Linked DNA regions of Gasterosteus aculeatus: region 1 is linked to region 2. Evidence: chromatin contacts called from public Hi-C data. All regions are on one chromosome and are shown on one strand. Each heading gives the region's core, a stretch centred on a gene start, on an enhancer-like site or on the middle of the called end of the contact. The rest is flanking DNA. Distances are from core to core; before and after follow the strand shown.

Region 1 (3,221 bases), core at 575-3,074, 140 kb before region 2:
CATACAACATGTGTGTCAGTGAATTGTTTTGATTGTCCAGTTATTAGGGGTGTAACGATTCATTTTAACAACGATTCGATTCGAATCGCGATTCATGGTTGCCGATTCGATTCATGGACGATCTGGGTTAATTTAGAACGATTCGATTCGATTCGATTTAGTGACTTGAAATCGATTCAGTAACTTTACTGGACAGTGCAGGCAAAGTTTCTGAGATCCCTGTTGTTTCTTGTAAGGAAATCAGGTTTAAATTAATAATGGATATTATAAAGTATCGATACAATCGATTATGTACCATTTCAATCGATTTGTAATCAATATATGTCGTCCGGAATGCCGATTTGCGGAGCACAGATCGATTCAGTTGGATCGCAGGAATATCGATATTAATTGATTCAGTGAATGAATCGTTACACCCCTACCAGTTATGCAAAATGATCTCACACTAAACTAAAATAAAATAAAATCAGTTATCTTCTCTAGAGATGTTAATATTTGTATCTCTATCACAACTCCAGCATATAGATTTATATCATCATATACTATAAAGATGGTCAACGCTGGGAGAAAAAGACTGGCCCTACACCTTCTGTTTTGTTTATTTGAGGGTGCATGCGAGTACCTGTACTGGTGAGGGCTCAGCGTGGGGCTGCAGCTCCCGTTACTGTTGACCTGCTCCACAGTAGAGCTGACATCATCGTGGCCCACATGCAGCATGTTGAGGCTGGCCGCAGATGGGGTCATCAGGGAAGGGCTGTTCAGCAAGGACAGACTGCTCTCCGCCAGAGCCGCCTGCACACAAACACACAACGTGGTCCAGTCACATTAAATGGAGGCTGGACACTAGCTAATCTTAAATGATAATGGCAGCAGGCGTATGCAAGGTAATACATGTATGCGGTATGGGTGGGTCAACGTAGCGCAGGAGTAGAGAAGGTAGACAGGTTTGAGCCCCGGCTGCTCCATGTCCCAAATATGTCCCAAGTGTCCCTGAGCAAGACACCTAACCCCTAATTGCTCCCCAGGCAAAAATGTAAAAAAGCCATGGGTTAAAAATGCAATGTAAATCGCTTTGGATAAAAGCGTCAGCTAAATGACCTGTAATGTAATACAGTGATCTGACCACTACAACCAGATATGTTGAAACATCTACATTACATTTACATGTTTCTTATTCATTTAACCTGTGTTTGTAGATTCCCCATAACCTACATGTTAAACATAGTAGAATATGTGGTCACAGGCACAGTGGATGTTGGACAGTTTTTCTTTGGCAGTGCTGAGAGCTCTTCAATACGGAGCACATTGGAATCCACTGTCTTGCTTGTGAACCTGACAAACCACTAGGGGGCACTTGAATACAGTGAATCACGGCTCGTGATTGTGCTTTTAAGTCATAAGCGCGTGTGTGTTCACAAGAGAGTCACAACAGGAATGTTAAGCAAGACTGATCCACAGCCTCAACTAAGACGCACGGTAAAACATCAACGTCTGCAGAGGAGAACAACTGAATCAACAGGGGCAGCTTCGTTCACGGCTCGCATCCAGCTGTTCTCAGACGAGGCAGTTTGAACACTCGCTAAGAGACTCACTCCACATCCCCGCTCACACAGGAGGGGGAAAGAAAGACCAGGGGAAGGGAATTCTCACTATGCTAAGAGATGGATTATCTGGGCCAGGCAATATTTTTATGCGGTAACCTTAATTGACAACTACTTGACGCTATAAATCATCTCGGTGGAAAAATTGCTTGTGTGGGTTCTGTCTTTGTGTCCGCGTAGGAGTGAAGAGATGGGTCGAGTGTGTGTTAACGCGTGCGTTAATGTGTGTGCCTGCGTGAGGAAGCGAGGTGGGAGGTGAGAGTGTGTGTTGGTGTAGGAGGGGGGAGGTGGCGTGAACGTCGTTAGGGAATCTGCTAATTATAAAAGGGAATTGATATTAGTGCCCTTGATTGTGATTGGCAGCTAAGTTTGTGTGTGTGAGAGTGAGAGAGAGCGAGAGAGACAGAGAAATTCCTTACCTGGTAGCTTGCGTTTAGGGATCCAAAGCCCAAGCCTGAAATCATGTTTTTCACCAGAGTGGGACTTCTAGACACACACACACACACACACACACACACACACACACACGTAGATAAAGAGAGAGAGAGAGAGAGAGAGAGAGGGGAGTGAGCATCACAGATTGAGTACATATGTGAAAATATATGCCAAAGCTCTCTGACCAATTTCACAAATTTGTTTGTTACAAGTAGAAACATACACACAAAGTGTTGACACACTAACATGTGTGTGTGTTTTAGCATCTGTTTAGTGTTCCAGTGTCTGTTCAGTCTGGTGTGCGAGCGTGCAGGTGTGCGCGCCTGTGTGCGTAATTATCAATGGTTTCTCTGGCGGTTGGAGAGAGAACATCTGTTTACATACGCTAACAAGGTTTTTTTTTCTCTCCTGCATCGATCACAGCTGCTTACTAATGGTGTCGACAAACAGAGAAAACACACACACACATATGCAGTAAAGTCTGTACCGATAAGCCAGCTTCCCTTTTCTCTCTTTTTTTGATTGCTCTTGGTAATAATAGAGGGTCCATTTAGCAAATCATTGTGCCAGCATCCATAAAGCTCACACATCAACCTCAACTGTGCACCGTGAATACCATCGTCTGTGTGTGTGTGTGTGTGCTCTTACCCGGTCATCTTTGGTGGTCTCCTCTTTTGGTATTCAACTTCATCCACAGTCCACACAGCCCCCTTAACGTTTTCAACACGAACAAAACACTTGTGCAGACTCAGGTTGTGGCGCACGGCATTCTGGGAAGGCAAAAAGAGAGATGAGAGATGTAAAGCGTTAACACAACTAAAGAGAAGTTAAAAAACGTCTTTTACATTTAAATCTTATATTTTCTATCATTATTATTATTATTAATTATATTTAAATTATTTTTGCCATATTTAAGTTTATAGTGGCCCCTTCTTCCTTTTCTGAAGAGCGTGTGGTGGTGAAAAACACCTGAAAAACACTGTAAAAAGAATTAATTGTAAAAGGCCTTCTGACGTTAGTCTAAAAAGTGACATATTCCTTGATGTCTCCTGTTAATTTCAGAAATGTATTAAAATAGTCTGAGCTACACATTTTTTTAGTCACCAAGATGATCCATGATTTCCCAGCGTATCCTTGAAGAGAAAACCAGCTCAAATAGTTTTCTGTTCCTTTACTTGAAGTTTT
Region 2 (3,036 bases), core at 497-2,996:
GGTGTCTGGATCACTTGGCTCACAGCCACAAACAAACTGAGCGTTAACACACACAATCAACATCACACACCTCTGGCCACTGGTGCCTGGGTGAACCGGAGGGGCAATAATTGGAAGTTGGTTCGCTTCAGAGAGCATGACACAAAACCAAGAGGGGAACGAAGAGCATTTTCACACTGTTTTTATGCGGGGGGTTAGTAGTTACTTGGGATAGGTCAGAGGGGGTGTCTGGCCCTGCCCAGTGGCCGAGCTCAGGAGGGGGGTGAAGGCAGAGAGGATGCAGGGAGAGGGTTAAATCCCAGCTGCCATGGCTAATGCCTCAATCTTCTTGCCCCCCTCGCTACAACAACACAGGATCAACAAAGACAGGATCAACAAAGCTTCAGCCAAAATCCTCCGACGCACTGACACAGAAAATTCCCAGTGCTCCCCAGGCCGCACAGGGAACAGCAAACACGCACTTCTACACACTCACACACACACACAGCGCCGACTGCTTAGGGAACAACAAACAAAGGCGGTAAATACAGCTGCAGACGGCTGGGCAGATAACAGCCAATCCCTATCCCCAACTTGTTCCACGGCTCAGTGGCTACTGACTGCCCTCTGCAGCTCGCTGCCTTGGCCATGCCTTCTACACAGCCCAAACACCTGCTGCTTAATGCTTCAACTCAATCAATCACAGCAAAGTTTCTCTCTTTCTCATTGTGACGAACTTCTGTACCTTTGAAGCCCCCCCCCCTAATTTCATTAGAATTACCAACTCTTCCTTTTTGCCACAGCATAACATTATTCACATCCACATGGGGGGAATGTACTTATAGAATATATGAACTTCTAAACATATTCCCTCAACACACAAATGAGCACAAAGAGTCTGGATGTATAGATGGAGAGATGGAGAGACTCCCTGCAAGGGAAGAGAGAGCCAGAAACCGTAAGCGCAAGAGAGAGAGAGAGGGAGAGAGGGAGGAGGTGGGAGGTTCAGCAGCCCTGCATGCAGAGGGGTGTTTGATGTAATCCAGGAAGTTAGTTCAGTAACTCCATCCCTCCGTCCCTCCGTCTCATTGAAGGACAGGAGAAGGAGGGATGAAGGAGGCCCTTGTCTGGAGAGCCAGGGGTTTTCCACATCTGTCCTCCGCATTGTAGCCAGCCTCTCTAAACAGCCCGGGAGTCTGTTATGGCTGAGGGAGCCTCTCACACACACACAGCAGCTATGTCTGAGTGAGCCTTGTGGAACGCTTTAACACTGATTGCAGTTAAGCGTTAAATCATCCATACTAAAGTTACCAGTGAGAGAAAACACATCAGGACACAATTCATAGCTGGCCGATGTCTGTGTTTGCTGCACGTGTGTATGTGTGTGTGTGTGTGTGTGTTCATGAAACGCCAGTCACGCAACACCGCCCTGCTTACTGAAGGGATCCTTGTCTTTCTTCTTCTTCCCTTCCCTCTCTTTTTTTCTCTGGAATGCATTCTAACACGCACTCGTCTTTTCTTTCCTTTTTACAAAATATGACAGGTTGCTCCCCAAACTCCACTCAACGCCGTACAACCAGCAGCCCACTACTCACTCACCCCCACTCCCGAACTCTTCAGTTGTAACCTGGCAACTCTTTCATATTTTCAGTGGGTAGGTGCCACATAAACAGAAATGAGAACCTTCACCGACACATGCTCACGCCTAACACATGCACCACACTGGCTGGGCTCTACGGCCGGGCCTGAGACATGAGCTGCAGGGAGGGAGGACTCGTTCATATCTGCTCATGTGTGCCCCTTGTGGCTACAAAGGAGAACGACTATAAATACTGTGTACAACATATTCTCCAAAGTCTCACACTGAGGAGCAAGAAAGTAACGCCACTCCAAATACAACTTCATCACTTCCAAGTTACACATTGCAAGTTACAACAGAGCCTTTTTCCAGGCTGTCACAACAAACGGTTATTAAATGGTCAAGTGCCTTGCACAATGCAGTGCTTTTTATTTCTTGCATCGAATTTCCTCAGTCAGTTTCTCAGCAAAGCAGTCACTCAATATTATTTCTTTCATTCTCTCCATTTCAACCATTTTATGCTCATCTCAGCGGGCTGACATGTCATTGTAGTGGGCGTTTGACAGTCAAACACATTTTAATGTAATTGCCACCTCATAACGTCATAATTACCATAGACGGTACAGCACTCACTACTGAGAGGCTTGACAATAATGGGAAAGCTGTAATGATAGGTGTGTATCAATGGGAACGTGCAAACACACACACACACACACACACAAACACACACACACACACACACACACACACACACAGGCCAAAACAGCATTGTTCCCACATGTCTACCCCGGCCCTGCTTTTTTGCCATTTCTCTTCATGGAGATATCTCACATGTAATTCAATTAAAACTTTTAAACAACTTAATTGGAAACAACTGCCTGGAAAAATTAAATTACATAAACAAAACTATTCTGACAGATTATGTCTAATATTAGGCATCTGGGCCTTATTAGGCTGCAAGTAATAACAGCACCAGCACACAGGGAGGACAGGGGAGCAAGCCATTTTCTGCTGCATTAGCTTGACTGACCACGCAACCAGAAGGTGGATCTGTGTGTGTGTGTGTGTGTGTATGTGTCTATGGAATCTGTGCACCCCAAACAGAACAGTGTTTATTTATCCTCTATTAGAGCAGAAGCAGACATTAAACCCAAACAGACCCTGAGTGGTACCCCTTCTCCCCCTACACCGAAGTCAATTCTTTCTTTCTTCACTCCCTCTGGCCCGATTAAGAACATATGGAAATGGGGTACGCTTAAGGTGAAAGAGAGGGGAGGGAAACGCCTGTGAAGAACACATATGTGAAGAAGTGTCGGCAACTGTGTTTATTTTTCATAGTTTTTTATGAACCTAAAAAGAAAAGTGTTTTCCTTGTCTCTCATATCTGTCATGGAATGTATTTGCTGAAAGACAAATTCCATCCCACGGTACACCTGTACATCATCAGCTATGTCTGCAACCCTGCCAAACAAGGAGTT

The links. Hi-C and Micro-C count contacts between places; a contact is called where the count stands out from the background.
Region 1: a Hi-C map of liver shows a contact between it and region 2, with 4 times the contacts expected there. The contact joins two enhancer-like sites. A contact is called at or near these places in 3 of 6 Hi-C or Micro-C datasets (liver, skeletal muscle and whole body).

The regions. Positions count from the first base shown.
Region 1 is chr17:12,138,899-12,142,119 of fGasAcu3.hap1.1, reverse strand. It overlaps foxp4 (forkhead box P4), which reads right to left. Exons shown (of 18, transcript XM_040203460.2): 15 at 2,685-2,806; 16 at 2,021-2,087; 17 at 623-792. Among protein-coding and RNA genes, the nearest start is that of LOC144388944, 10 kb to the right of the region's middle. Within about 2 kb of position 1,824, at least 1 of the 9 cell types and tissues checked has open chromatin away from gene starts, as enhancers often do.
Region 2 is chr17:11,996,856-11,999,891 of fGasAcu3.hap1.1, reverse strand. No RefSeq gene overlaps it. Among protein-coding and RNA genes, the nearest start is that of LOC120834706, 51 kb to the right of the region's middle. Within about 2 kb of position 1,746, at least 7 of the 9 cell types and tissues checked have open chromatin away from gene starts, as enhancers often do.